Linked DNA regions of Pan troglodytes: region 2 is linked to region 1. Evidence: chromatin contacts called from public Hi-C data. All regions are on one chromosome and are shown on one strand. The core of a region is the stretch at or near the end of the contact, and the rest is flanking DNA. Distances in the headings are between cores, read along the strand shown. Region 1 holds the start of CDHR5 (cadherin related family member 5). Region 2 holds the start of CEND1 (cell cycle exit and neuronal differentiation 1).

Region 1 (7,200 bases), core at 1,200-3,699:
ACCACGTCGCACCCACCGGCATCGTTAGTACACGACAAACAAAAAGCCACAAAGTAGCAAGTGTTGGCGAGGACAAGAACCGTGACCCTGCTGCGCTGCTGGGAAGACAGTTTGGCGTTTCCTCAGAATATTTAACACATAATTACTCTGTCACCCAGCAATTCCCTCATAACTATACACCAAGAACGCTTGAAAACGGGATCGGGAGGGGCCGTTTGCACACCCACGTTCACAGCAGCATTACTCACCATCGCCCCAAAGGGGAGGCAGCCCAGGTGTCCATGAAGAGGCCCACAGATGAGCGGACGCGGTCGATGCGGTGCCTGCACACAGCGGGACACAGTTCCCCACAAAAGGGAAGGAGATTCCCACACAGGCCAGGCCGCGGCGGCGAAGGCGGAGGATGCTGCACTGAGAATCCAGCCGGTCTCCAAAGGACAAATCCCGTGAGGCTCCCCCTGCGCGCAGTCCCTGGAGGCGCTGAATCCACAGACAGAAAGTGGACGGGGCGCCAGGGCTGAGGAGGGGAGGGGGCGTTTGATAGGGACAGAGCTTCATTTTGGGAGGACAGGAGAGTCTGAGAACGGATTTTGGGAGGACGGGAGCGTCTGTGAACGGATTTTGGGAAGACGGGAGCGTCTGTGAACGGATTTTGAGAGGACGGGAGAGTCTGAGAACGGATTTTGGGAGGACGGGAAAGTCTGAGAACGGATGGTGGGGATGGATGCACCGAATGATCCTGAATCAAGCACTTCAAAGCAGATAAAATGGCAACACCGGCCCCCCAACAGTCACGCCACGCTGAAGCTGGAGACGAACTCGCCCCAGCAAGGTGCTCCAGGGGCCTCCGGAACTCCGGCCGCAGCCCCTTCCCCGGGGCCCCCCAGTTCCCCCACAAACCCTCCCACAAGCCCTCCGGCCCCTCCGCCCCCGCGCCCCCCGCAGGCTCCGAGGCTTCGCGGTGCGGTTCCCTCTGCGGGTCCCAGGCCCGCGCTCCGTTCGCCCCCCAGGCCGGGATGTCCCCCTCCCCCAGCCGGCCGAGGGGCGCCAGCGCGGCGGAGGGGGCGGGAGGCCGGGCCGGGGCGACAGCTGGGGGGGCGGCCCTGACCTTCCCGGGATCGCTGGGCGCGGCCGGGCCGTCCCCTTTCCGGGCGCCGCCATAAAGGGGCCTTGCGGGGGCCCGGGCCGTGGCCGCAGCGCTCAGCTCCTGCGCCCCGACCCCGCCATGGCCCCCCGGCCCCTCCTGCTGCTGCTGCTGCTCCTCGGGGGCTCCGCCGCGCGCCCCGCGCCCCCCAGGTGAGCCGCCCGCCAGGCCCGCCCGCCCCCCGGGCCCCACCCGCCCCCAGTGCGCCCTGACCCCGACCCCCGACTGCCCGCAGGGCCCGGCGACACTCAGACGGGACGTTCACCAGCGAGCTCAGCCGCCTGCGGGAGGGCGCGCGGCTCCAGCGGCTGCTACAGGGCCTGGTGGGGAAGCGCAGGTGAGGCCGGGTAGGGTGGGGGGTCCTGGCGTGGTGCCCCAGCAGCAGCGCGACCCCCCCGCTCCAAGACTAACTCTGTTTTGGGGCGGGGGGCAGCGAGCAGGACGCAGAGAACAGCACGGCCTGGACCAGGCTCGGCGCGGGTCTGCTCTGCCCGTCAGGGTCCAACATGCCCATCCTGCAGGCCTGGTGAGCACCCGCCCCACCGCAGACCCCACTCCAGACCCCACCCCAGACCACTCCTTCTGTCCTGGCCTCCCCGGGTCAGCGCTGGTGGCTACTGGAGGCCCAATTCCAGCAGCGGGGCCGGGGTCTCCAGCCCCAGCCCTCAGACCCTCACGTGCTGTCTCTGCAGGATGCCCCTGGACGGGACCTGGTCTCCCTGGCTGCCCCCTGGGCCCAGGCCTGGGGTTATGGTTTCAGAACCAGCTGGCGCTGCTGCAGAAGGAACCTTGAGGCCCAGATGAGGAAGGAACCCCCTCACCACCTGCCCGGCCCAGGAGCACAGCTGCATTTGGGGTGGGGGGCAGGATGGGGGAGAGGGGGAGGGGTGGTACTTGGCACCAATAAAGGAGGAATCAGACCCAGACGCTGGGAGTTGTCTGTGTCCACTCGGTGTAATCGAGGCAACCCCTGTGTAGCGGGGCTGAGGGATGGATGGAGGCCCATCCACCCAGCAGGGACTGACCACACCCAGCTGCCCTTTACACCTGCAGGCACAGCCGGCCCCTCATCCTTATCTCTGGCATCAGGGCCACCTCCTGTACCTCGACTAAGTACTGCAGGGCCCCGCCCCACCCCTTGTCATCCATTAGGAAACATTCTGGGGCTCAGGGGAGCCCGGACACCCTCTCAGCTCCTGCCCGGGGGCCCATGTGGTCAGTGTTTCTGGAAGGGGTAGTGGGGAGGGTGTGAAGGGGCCAGGGGGGCTCAGGCCGGCAGGAAGAGGGGAGGGTGGAGGTGTCACCTGGGGTGCCAGGAATCCACTCTGGCGTGAGGACTCCGGACCCTCTGTCTTGTGTGGCCTCGGACCAGTGGCTTGACCCCTCAGAGCCTGTGGAGCACGGAGCGTGCAGGGCTTGAAGGCGACCATGGGGGCACCGTGCAGGGTTAGGACACTGAGCCCAGCCCCAGCCATGAGAGGCCAGAAGCTTCGGCGCACAGGCCTGGAGGAGGAGAACTCCACCTCCCCCTCACGACAGCCCCTTCCTCGCCCCGACCCCACCCAGTGGCCTCTCCCTAGAGCTGGGGGCTTGTGGGGGGCCGATGAAAAGAGCAGGGCACGTGTCGAGTCTCACCTCACCCCCTCTGTCGGGCACCAGGGCCCCCCAGGAGCTCCCAGCTGCCCCTCACAGCCCCGCCTTAGCCTCAGTCACTAAGGCCCTGTCCAGCCCCACCCTGAGAAGCCGACTTGTCTCTGGGGCAGGCAGGGGTGTCCCCAGGACACAGTGAGGAGAGCCTTTTCCTTCAGAACCTGCTGTCAGGCAGGGAGGGAGGTGCTTCCTGGGGAACACCCGGGTTCTGAGCCTCAAGGGGTGGCCTTAGGAACTCTGCCTGAGGGAGATCTTAGGGGAGGAGCCAAGCCAGGGCAGCCTGGGCTAGGGAGGCAGGTTCCAGACACCCCGACACCAAGGGCCGAGCCCCCGCCCCCAGCCCCCAGCTTCTCTCCCACACCCTAGCCCTGCCCCTGCCCTGCCCCTACCCCCACGGCACCCATGAGCCGCTCTCCAGTCCCTTCTGCCCTGTGCCTTGGTGCCTGTGACCTGAGCCCCCTGGTTGACTCCTGCACTCAGTCCAACTTGGGCCAAACGACCGCCCCTCCTTCTGGCAGTGGGCTGGACCAGCCGGCCAGCGGGAGCCCCCTTGGCAGAAGCCGGTCGTAAAGGATCATAAACTGGGCGGCGTCTGGCTGGGGCGAAGGTCGCTGAGGTAGGAACTGCGCCAGTCCTAGACGCCAGACCCGCTCGGACCCTCCCGTCAGGTGACAGCCGCCAAGATGGGGTCTTGGGCCCTGCTGTGGCCTCCCCTGCTGTTCACCGGGCTGCTCGTCCGACCCCCGGGGACCACGGCCCAGGCCCAGTGTATGTGCGGGCAGGGGTAGGTGGGGCACGGGCGGCGGGGAGCCAGGGGCTGGGAGGCACTGATCCCTCCTCTGCAACCTTACAGACTGCTCTGTGAACAAGGACATCTTTGAAGTAGAGGAGAACACAAATGTCACCGAGCCGCTGGTGGACATCCACGTCCCGGAGGGCCAGGAGGTGACCCTCGGACCCTTGTCCACCCCCTTTGCATTTCGGATCCAGGGAAACCAGCTGTTTCTCAACGTGACTCCTGATTACGAGGTGTGGGCGGCAGGCGGGCGGGATATGGAGGTCCCGGGAGAAGGGCACCTGCATCCTCAGGCCACACCTCCCTCGGGGGCCTAGGAGTTCTATGCCTGCGGGCATCCACTGACACCCATGCTTGGTGGTGCCTGCCCTAGAAGGCTGGGCCATTTCGGGATGAAGCTGCCTGGGCCCACACCCTCAGCACTGACCACTGATGATGGGGACCCTGGGCCAGCGCCTGCCCCCTTGGCCTCAGTCTCCCCACCTGTGGGACAGGACGGTGACTGCAGACCTGTCTACATCCACAGGAGAACTCACTGCTTGAGGCTCAGCTGCTGTGTCAGAGCGGAGGCACATTGGTGAGTCCCCGCCCCACCCGGCCACCTCTGCTGGGCTCTGCCCTGCCGGTCCAGGACCAGTCTTTGATGACGTCAGCCAGGGTGTGGTTTCAAATGCCACCCCCCGAGGGTGATGCCCACATTTCCTCCAGTCCAGACTCTGCCCTGAGCTGTGGAGTCCCCGTCACTGACCCCTTGTCCAGCAGACACCCCATCCAGTGTGCCCAAGACTCCCACCCACTCCCTCAACCATCCACAAGGAATGCACCTTTATCCTGCCAGTCACGGGAACCACCTTGGTTCCCACTCGCCCTCCCTCCCCACGTGTCCCCCACAGCCCCCCACTGGTAAATCTGTTGGCTGTGCCCCAGCTCGACCCAGAAATCCAGAGTCTGTCCACCTCCAGTCCCATCAGGGCCGGGACACCAGCACTCATTTTGGGAAACTTCCAGCTGGCCCACCGGCTTCCCTGTTGCCCTTTGCCGGCCCCAGTCCACTCCACGTGGCAGAACAGCCCCTGTGGATGTTGTAAACCAAGGCTGCCCAGCCCACCCCAGCCCTCCACGGCTCCTTTCTCACCGAGTCAAACCCAGACGTACTGTGCGGAGGCTCCGCTGCAGCCTCAGGGCTCCCGCCAGGCACGCCCCTCCCTCACCGGCTCAGGACTGCAGTCTTCAGAGAAATCCCAACCACCCTATGCCCTGTTGCATCCCAGCCCCGCTCCCCCAACATCCTGCTTCTTGACCGGCGGCATTTTTTTTTGGCTTTATTAAGGAAAATTGCAGAATCCTGAGGCCAGCACAGGCCCCCTCACCTACCAGCACACAGAGGCTCTGTGCCCTCCACGCACCACGGCACGTCACCCGCACATATCTTGGGATGTGTCTCTGAAAGAGAGAGGCTCTTTTTTGAGACAGAGTCTCACTCTGTCACCCAGGCTGGCGTGCAGTGGCGCGATCTCGGCTCACTGCAACTTCCGCCTCCCGGGTCCAAGCGATTCTCCTGCCTCAGCCTCTTGAGTAGCTGGGATTACAAGCATGCGCCACCACGGCCGGCTAATTTTTGTATTTTTAGTAGCGATGGGGTTTCTCCATGTTGGTCAGGCTGGTCTCAAACTCCTGACCTCAGGTGATCTGCCCGCCTCGGCCTCCCAAAGTGCTGGGATTACAGGTGTGAGCCACCGTGCCCGGCTGACAATCCAGTTTCTTCACAAATAAATCTCCAGGAAAAAAGATGGGAGAAAGGGAAAGGTACAAATGAACAGAAACTCAGGAGAATTACCAACCAGGTCCATAATGTGGGCCCTGATTCAAACAAACAATTGTTAAAAAAACCCTTCAGAGACCACGGGGAATGTGGCATCCTGGACATTTGAGGTAGAAAGTGACCGCTTTTCCCAGGTGTGACAACGACATTGTGGTTATGTTCTAAAAAGAAGAGTCCTGGCCGGGCGCCGTGGCTCACGCCTGGAATCCCAGCACTTTGGGAGGCCGAGGCGAGTAGATCACCTGAGGTCAAGAGTTCAAGACCAATGTGGCCAAAATGGTGAAACCCCGTCTCTACTAAAAATACAAAAATTAGCTGGGCATGGTGGCAGGCACCTGTAATCCCAGCACTTTGGGAGGCCGAGGTGGGCGGAGGCCGAGGCAGGAGAATCGCTTGAACCTGGGAGGCAGAGGTTGCAGTGAGCCGAGATCACACCACTGTACTCCAGCCTGGGCGACAGAGCGAGACTGTATCCAAAAAAACCCAAAAACCAAAAAACAAAAACAAAAACCAAAAAAAAAAAACCAGAGAAAAGAAAATGGATTGTCTTTCCTCACCTGAGATTCTGCTGGCTGCATCCCCAAGTACCTGCATTATTTTTCTGTGGAGCACCTGCCACCTCCTGGCTTTATAAAGTCCTTTTTGTCTGTTGTTATAAGTCCTGCCAGGACAGGCACCACCAGGCAGAGATTTGTCTCTTGTGATCTCTGAATCCCAACGCCTAGAGCTGTGCAGCCCCCCTGTAGCCCCCCAACAACTGAATGAGCGAGTGGACGGATGGCCGTCGAGGGGTGCACCCCACTCACGGCGGGGACGGGTGGCCGTTGAGGGGTGCACCTCACTCACGGCGGGGACGGGTGGCCGTCGAGGGGTGCACCTCACTTAGGGCGGGGACAGGTGGCCGTTGAGGGGTGCACCTCACTCACGGTGGGGACGGATAGCCGTCGAGGGGTGCACCTCATGACGGGGAGGGGCTGTGGGAGAGGCTGACGGCCACATCCTGCAGGTGACCCAGCTAAGGGTGTTCGTGTCAGTGCTGGACGTCAATGACAATGCCCCCGAATTCCCCTTTAAGACCAAGGAGATAAGGGTGGAGGAGGTGAGGCCAGCACGAAGCCGCGGGGGACTGGGCACGGGGGTGTAGGAGCCCAGGGTGAGGGCAGGGGGTGAGTGGTGGCCGGGGGCTCAACCACAGTGGAGGTCCACAGGGGCCAAGAGTGTGGCCGGACCAAGCCCCTCTCCCTCCCCAGGACACGGAAGTGAACTCCACCGTCATCCCTGAGACGCAACTGCAGGCTGAGGACCGCGACAAGGTCGACATTCTGTTCTACACCCTCCAGGAAATGACAGCAGTCAGTGCCGCCCACCCTGCCCCAGCACCAGCCCCTGGCCTCTGACACCCGCAGCCGCCCTCGCCCTCTCAGGCTCTTAGGCTCTGTCCTCCCTGACCCTCCCCAGGGTGCCAGTGACTACTTCTCCCTGGTGAGTGTAAACCGTCCCGCCCTGAGGCTGGACCGGCCCCTGGACTTCTACGAACGGCCGAACATGACCTTCTGGCTGCTGGTGCGGGTGAGCAGGTCACCCCAGCCCCGAGTCCCACACACTTGAGGCCCCCCTGGCCCCAGCTGCTCCCAGGCCTGATCCAGCACAGCCGTCTGTTGCAGGACACTCCGGGGGAGAATGTGGAACCCAGCCACACTGCCACCGCCACACTAGTGCTGCACGTGGTGCCCGCCGACCTGCGGCCCCCCTGGTTCCTGCCCTGCACCTTCTCAGATGGCTACGTCT
Region 2 (6,717 bases), core at 3,140-5,639, 190 kb before region 1:
ACAGGTCCGACTGCCTCATCAAGACCGTCCGCTCCGAGGGCTACTTCGGCATGTACCGGGGTGAGGTTTGGCTCGGCTGGGCTCGATATGGGCAGGCCTGGGTAGCACCAGCCTGGGCCTGGTGTGTGAGCGTGGACGTGTTTGTGGGGGCTGTGCCTGTGCAGGGGGGACTGGATCTCTGGTGAGTGGCAGTTCTCAGCCTCTCCCGTGGCAGCTCCCCACCCCCACTTAGTGCCTGGTGCGTGGGATGCCACGGTACATCTGTCTCTTCTCTGGTGGCCGCAGCTGCCTCTGCCTTCTGCGACAGGCTGGACCCCGTTTGTGGCTGGGGATGGGAGGGAGTAAGGGGCATTACCGCAAAGCAGCTTAGGACACAATCCAGAGCCTAGATTTGGCAGAAGCTCTCCAGCCCTGAGCCCTCGGCACTGAGATGGGGGCTCTCCACAGCCTCCCCCGAGCTCTGGCCCAGTCCAGACCACACACTCCGGTGACCTCTGGCCCCAGCCCCCTGCCAGCACAAGCACCATCTGTCCTCCAGGGAGGGAGAGGTATCCTAGGGAGGCCTCAGGGGCTCAGGGGCTCCGGGGAGGTCCTCATGCCCTGAGCAGCAATATGCTGCCCAGAATCAGAGACAGATGGAGCTGCAGTGGGCATGGGAGAACCTGAGCCTGAGGTGCTGCCCCATCCCTGCCTGGCCCCGCCCCACCTGGCACACACCAGGCCCAAATGTGGGTGAGAGAACAGGAGATGGCGGCCAGGAGTGACTGGGACAGGGTTTTGCCAGCCAGGAGGCAAGTCCTGGCCAAGCGCCTCCCCACTCAGGCCACCGAGCATGTCCCCCCAGCTGACCCCCTGCCCCACAGGAGCTGCTGTGAACTTGACCCTCGTCACCCCTGAGAAGGCCATCAAGCTGGCAGCCAACGACTTCTTCCGACATCAGCTCTCTAAGGACGGGTGAGGGTCCTGCCTGGCAGACACTCGAGGGGTCTTTGGCTTCAGATAAAGGATGGGTCCACCCTGCCAGCTGGGTCCCACCTGGGGGCTCTGCCTGTCTTCAGCCCCTTGCTTGGGGCTTCTTTGACCTTGTGGGGCACCCTCCCTCCTTTCCCCTGACCAGGGGAGCAAAGCAGATGTCAAATCAGTGGGGCTCTGGCTTGGCAGCCCTTGGCCCCCAGCTGCTGCCTGCTGCCCTCAAGCCAGGGCTTGAGGGCACTGACCAGCTCCCCCATCACTGGAGGGGGACTGCAAGGACAGCCCCTTTTTGGGGCACTTGACCCCCAATTTCCCATTTTCCTTTGTCTCAGACAGCCCCACTGCCCTCCCCAGGCTCCTGCCTGTGGGGCCGTCTGTCCATCGGTCTCCTCCCTGCCTGCTGCTGCAGTGGCGGAGGCTGGGGGCTGTACCCCCACAGGCCTGCATCTGCCTCCACGGCTCCCACCATCCTCTGCGCCCAGGCATGGTGGGCAGCCCCGAGGGTGGCAGGTAGACCTGTCTCTTCCCACTTACTGCGGCCCCGCTCCTACCACAGGCAGAAGCTGACCCTGCTTAAAGAGATGCTGGCGGGCTGTGGGGCTGGCACCTGCCAGGTGATCGTGACCACGCCCATGGAGATGCTGAAGATCCAGCTGCAGGATGCAGGGCGCATTGGTGAGGGCGGGGGAAGGGGGAGAGGGCAGAGGTGCAGGAAGAGGTGAGGGCGAGGGGAGGGTGGGGACGCAGGGAGGGCCAGAGCGTGTCCCCTGCCCAGTTCGCACAGAAGAAGAGACAGCAGCCTCTTTGTCCCCAGCCGCCCAGAGGAAGATCCTGGCTGCCCAGGGCCAGCTCTCGGCCCATGGGGGTGCCCAGCCCTCAGTGGAGGCTCCAGCTGCCCCTCGGCCCACGGCCACCCAGCTGACCCGCGACCTGCTGCGGAGCCGCGGCATTGCCGGTCTCTACAAGGGACTCGGGGCCACGCTGCTCAGGTAGGAGGCACAGGGCGGGTGGGGGGAGGGAAGGGGGAGGCCGGCCTGCCCACCCCACCACCTCCTGTCCCCACGGCCACCTCCCTCCCCACAGGGATGTCCCCTTCTCTGTGGTGTACTTCCCGCTCTTTGCCAACCTGAACCAGCTGGGCCGCCCGGCGTCCGAGGAGAAGTCGCCTTTCTACGTGTCCTTCCTGGCCGGCTGTGTGGCTGGGAGTGCCGCCGCTGTGGCCGTCAACCCCTGTGATGGTCAGTGCATGGGATGGCGCCCGGCTGGGGATGGGGCGGGACTGAACCCTTGGCCAGGCTCACACTGACCCGAGCGCCCCTTGCAGTGGTGAAGACGCGGCTCCAGTCACTTCAGCGAGGCGTCAACGAGGACACCTACTCTGGGATCCTGGACTGTGCCAGGTGGGGAGGTCCCACGGCGGGTGGGGCCTGGGGGCCTGCGTACCGGGCTGACCCTCTCGTCCTTCCTCCACAGGAAGATCCTGCGGCACGAGGGCCCCTTGGCCTTCCTGAAGGGCGCCTACTGCCGCGCGCTGGTCATCGCGCCCCTTTTCGGCATCGCACAGGTGGTCTACTTCCTGGGCATCGCGGAGTCCCTGCTGGGGCTGCTGCAGGACCCCCAGGCCTGAGCCCAGCACCTGCTCCACCCCAGCCAGCCGGGCAGGGCCGGTGTGGGGCTGGAGCCAGGCAGCTAGCCCAGGACGGAGCAAGGGAAGACCCCTCCCCAGCCCTCCCGTCGGCAGGGGCAGCAGGGGGCGGGGTGCAGGGTCCACATAGGTGGTGCACACGCAAGCCCCCCGGGGTGCTGCCTGCACCGTTGGGATCAATGTCTTATTTATGTAGAAAATGCAGAAATCTTTACATTCCTCAAGCTAGCCCCTGCCCCAATCCTGCCCTGGCCTGAACACCCCCAGGGACAGAGCTGGTCTCTGGGCTGGGGGCCCCCGGGCCTGGGCCGGGCAGGCTGGACCATACCCCCAGTCCACCAGCTCCAGTCTCCACAGCCATCCTGGCCCACACAGGGACCCTGCACAAACCTATTTATTGAATCTGCTGGACCCAAGTGGCTCTCCAGCCCTTCCGTCCTTCCCCAGCCGCTCTTGTCGCCTTGGCAGGACTTGACTCTGCCTCCCTGGCCAGCCTTGCAAGAGGACTGGGGTCTCCTGCCCTCTCTGTTGAGCCAGGAATCCCAAGTGAGGGGTTGCCCTGGGGTCTGACTCTCAGGGCAAGCCCGCCACCCACTGTGGGACTTTCTGGTGGGCTCCTCAGCTCCCACCCCAGGCTGGGGCCCAGATTGTGAGGTCTGTGTGCATGTGTGTGTGTATGTGTGTGTGTGCATGCGTGTGTGTGTTATGGGGACCTGGCCTGGCCCTTGGGGATGGGGCTGCCGGGGACTGCCCCCCTTCCCGCCGTGGCCAGGCGCTCTGTGTGCTGTGTGTGCCCCAGGCTCTGTTGACCCCGTCCAGGAACTTACTTACCCAGCCTGGTCTCTCCTGAGTCCTCCACCCTGGCCTGGGATTGGCCAGGGAGCAGGGCGGGCATTGGGACCAGTGTGGAGCCTGAGGGTGCCTGCCCTGCTCTGGAGGGAGGGCCAGGAGCTGCCGCACCCCCAAGTCCTCTCAGGGCCCACCCTCCTTTTTCAGCCTCTGCATAAGGCCCCTGGATACACTGCAGAAGCGCCATCCTTCCCGCCTCCGGGCATAAGGCCCCTGACCACACTTCAGAAGCCCCATCCCCCTGCCACCGGGCGATCCCTGCTGTGAGCCGAAGCTCTCCCTGCCCCGCCCTGGCCATGTGATCGTGTTGGTGACAGACCCTGATGTGCTGGTGCTGTGCCCCCAAAACCGGGGCCCTCCACAGAGGCCCCTTCCCAGCGACACTACCTGGGGCTCAGGCCTGGACCCCCCCAGTTCACGGTTGCTCCTGGGAGCTGCCCCTCCCGTCACATCAGAACCTTGGAAGCTGCTGCTGCTGCTTACAGAATTATATTTTTTTCTTTTGAAGAGTTTTAAGAAGTTGTAACTTTTTGTGTCTTGTCATGTCAGAGGATAAATAAATATTCTAAGTAGATGCTGCTGTCTGTCTGGGGGTCTGTTTGGGGGCGGGGGAGGGCAGTCCCCTCTTCCCATAACTGGCTCCCTTCAGACTGCAGGGCTAGGCCTGCGCACCTACCCACCGACCCCGTCACCCACCGACCAAGGGGCGCCCTGGCCTAGAGGGGATGCTGAGCGGGACCCGCCTCCTGCCTCTGGCAGTCCCAGATGGGACTTGGACCCCGCAGTTGCTCTCTCGGACCCTAAGTTTCTACCCCTGGATCTAGGGCGGAGCTGGGTTTGCGGATCCCACGGTTCCCGGCGGGGCGGGGCCCGGTCGCCCCTCCCCCTCCCCGCCCTCCTGCGCCGGGAGTAGTGCATTGTGGGAAACTCCCGAGCTCTCCTCCGCGTTCGCAGCCGCCGTCATCCCGCGGAGGAGCGCGCAGCCCCGGGGAGGCCGGAGGACGCGTAAGGCGGGGGGCTCCCGGCGGGGCGGGGCGGGCGCGGCGTCCTGCGGGGCGAGGAGGCGGCTCCGGGCCTTGAAGGTCACTGGGTTTGCGCGCGGGCCCCCCAGTTCTCCAGGGCGCAGCTGATCCCGGGAGAGGGAGGCGGCGGCCGGGATGTAAGTGCCACAAATAGCGAGGTTGGGGGGGCAGACCGCCTGCTCTTTGCAAACTTGATGCCCAGCAGCTGAGCCCCCCGAGAACTGCAGGGGTGAAGGGACGGCTGGGCTTCCCTGGGAGGTGGCAGCAGCTGGGCCTCTTCTGGAGACGCCCTCATCACGCTGTGACCTTCGGGTGACCTTCAGTGTGGTCAGTGCACCTGGCGGGGGGTGGGGAACGTGCCTCCCTTTCTCTGCAGGTCTGGAGGGCATTTCTCATCCTTCCCTGGGAGAGGCAGACAGGCGGCCTCTGGGGCTTTGGGGCAAGACCCACTCACGTTCAGGGCGGCTGGGCCCCCAGGGCCCTTCCCACCTCTGCCTCGGTCATTGAGAATCTGGGCACCGCCTTTCCCACAGCCCAGAACCCTGTCCTCCGCCCTGACCCACGGGCCAAGTGCAGCATGTGCCCACCCTGTTTAACGCCAGGAACCCTCTGCCCACAGAGACAGCACAGCCCTGGGCTGGGCGAGGACTCCCTGCTCCAGGGCTGGAGGCAGGCACGGCCCATGCTGAGGAGGGGGCCCCAGAGGCTGGGGAGGGGCAGACGGCCCTTGGAAGCACAGCCCCACGCTGACTTCCTGGAGAGACACCCCAGTTTTCTCAAGTCTGGGTTCTTGTGGGCCCACCCACCTTGATGGCTGCCTGAGATCCCAGCTCCTGCCCCTCCCTGCCCTCCTCCCCCCGGGACCCTGGCCGGGTCACAGCCTCCGTGCTTTAGTGTCCATCTCTGCAAAGCAGGAATGCTCTCCTGAGGAGGGGATGCAGTCAGCTCTCCCACTGGGGCTCCGGTCACCTCCTTGGAGGGGAGAATGCTCTTCCTTCCAGTTCTCTGGGCCTGATCCTTACTTCCCCACCAAGAGCCTCCTGCCCCCGGCTGGTGGGAGGATGTGGCATTTGCATGGGCCATTTTATGCAGCACAGTGGGGTCCCCTACCTCCTCCCACCTGTGCGTGGCCCTTGCCTCTGCGGCTGGAGGGGCCCCTTGAGGAGTGGTCATGGACAGACGGAGTCCAGGCCGTGAAAGAGAAGTGTCAGAGGCCCACGGGAGGCCCCTGAGCTGGGGCTCCAGAGAGTCCAGAGAACTGGGCAGGGGCTGCCTGGGGACCAGGTGGTCGGGGCAGCACAGGGGGGACTGGACCCGCACGCAGCCTCCCTTGTGTCTCCCTCCAGGCCCATAGAATGCCCAGGGGCGACAAACTGTCCTGAGCCCCTCTGGTGCAGCCACCTGCCTGTCCCATACGCCCCGCCCACCATGGAGTCCAGAGGGAAGTCAGCCAGCAGCCCCAAGCCCGACACCAAGGTGCCCCAGGCCACCACCGAGGCCAAGGTACCCCCGGCAGCTGATGGGAAAGCCCCCTTGACCAAGCCCTCGAAGAAGGAGGCCCCAGCCGAGAAGCAGCAGCCGCCAGCAGCTCCCACCACGGCACCTGCCAAGAAGACCTCGGCCAAGGCCGACCCTGCCCTTCTCAACAACCACAGCAACCTGAAGCCAGCCCCCACGGTCCCCAGCAGTCCCGATGCAATCCCGGAGCCCAAGGGTCCTGGGGACGGGGCGGAGGAAGATGAGGCTGCCAGTGGGGGGCCTGGGGGCCGAGGTCCCTGGTCCTGTGAGAACTTCAACCCCCTGCTGGTGGCTGGGGGTGTGGCCGTGGCAGCCATAGCCCTGATTCTCGGTGTGGCCTTCCTGGTCCGGAAAAAATAATACCTGGGGGCCAGGCGGGGGGCACGGAGCCACTTCCTGTACAGACCTGAGGAAGCCAGTGCATGCAGAGTTCACCCTTACCTACGCGTACACACGCACATTCATTACACACCTACATATGCCCCCAACACACGCGCACAGTGAAGAGGACGCCCGAGCCCACCCCTGCTGACCCAGGACTTCCCCAACCTCCAGGGCAGAAAGAGCCCAGGCTCCGGGGTCCACAGCACAGGATGTGGGGAGAGGGCACAGCTGGGGAACGGCAAGAAAGGAATGGACCCTGTGTGTGGCCCCCCCACCTCTGGCGGCTGGGTGATCCTGGGCCCCCAGGGCTGGTCTGAGTGCAGGTGG

Evidence for each region. A called contact is a pair of places that touch in the nucleus more often than the background predicts.
Region 2: a contact with region 1 is called in a Hi-C map of induced pluripotent stem cells, with 1.7 times the contacts expected there. The contact joins the promoter of CEND1 here to the promoter of CDHR5 in region 1. A contact is called at or near these places in 2 of 7 Hi-C or Micro-C datasets (induced pluripotent stem cells and stem cell-derived neural progenitor cells).

Annotation. Positions count from the first base shown.
Region 1 is chr9:4,822,516-4,829,715 of NHGRI_mPanTro3-v2.0_pri, reverse strand. It overlaps CDHR5 (cadherin related family member 5), which reads left to right and starts at 2,449. Exons shown (of 13, transcript XM_016920011.3): 1 at 2,449-3,562; 2 at 3,648-3,823; 3 at 4,117-4,167; 4 at 6,419-6,511; 5 at 6,663-6,764; 6 at 6,871-6,981; 7 at 7,077-7,200. The coding sequence starts at 3,478. SCT (secretin) reads left to right here and starts at 274. Exons shown (of 4, transcript XM_063783641.1): 1 at 274-832; 2 at 1,380-1,481; 3 at 1,578-1,670; 4 at 1,837-2,070. The coding sequence starts at 768. The coding sequence ends at 1,948.
Region 2 is chr9:5,019,236-5,025,952 of NHGRI_mPanTro3-v2.0_pri, reverse strand. It overlaps CEND1 (cell cycle exit and neuronal differentiation 1), which reads left to right and starts at 4,389. Exons shown (of 2, transcript XM_016920054.4): 1 at 4,389-4,471; 2 at 5,835-6,717. The coding sequence starts at 5,917. The coding sequence ends at 6,366. SLC25A22 (solute carrier family 25 member 22) reads left to right here. Exons shown (of 10, transcript XM_016920047.3): 4 at 5-60; 5 at 864-954; 6 at 1,529-1,647; 7 at 1,787-1,961; 8 at 2,056-2,210; 9 at 2,297-2,372; 10 at 2,446-4,040. The coding sequence ends at 2,599.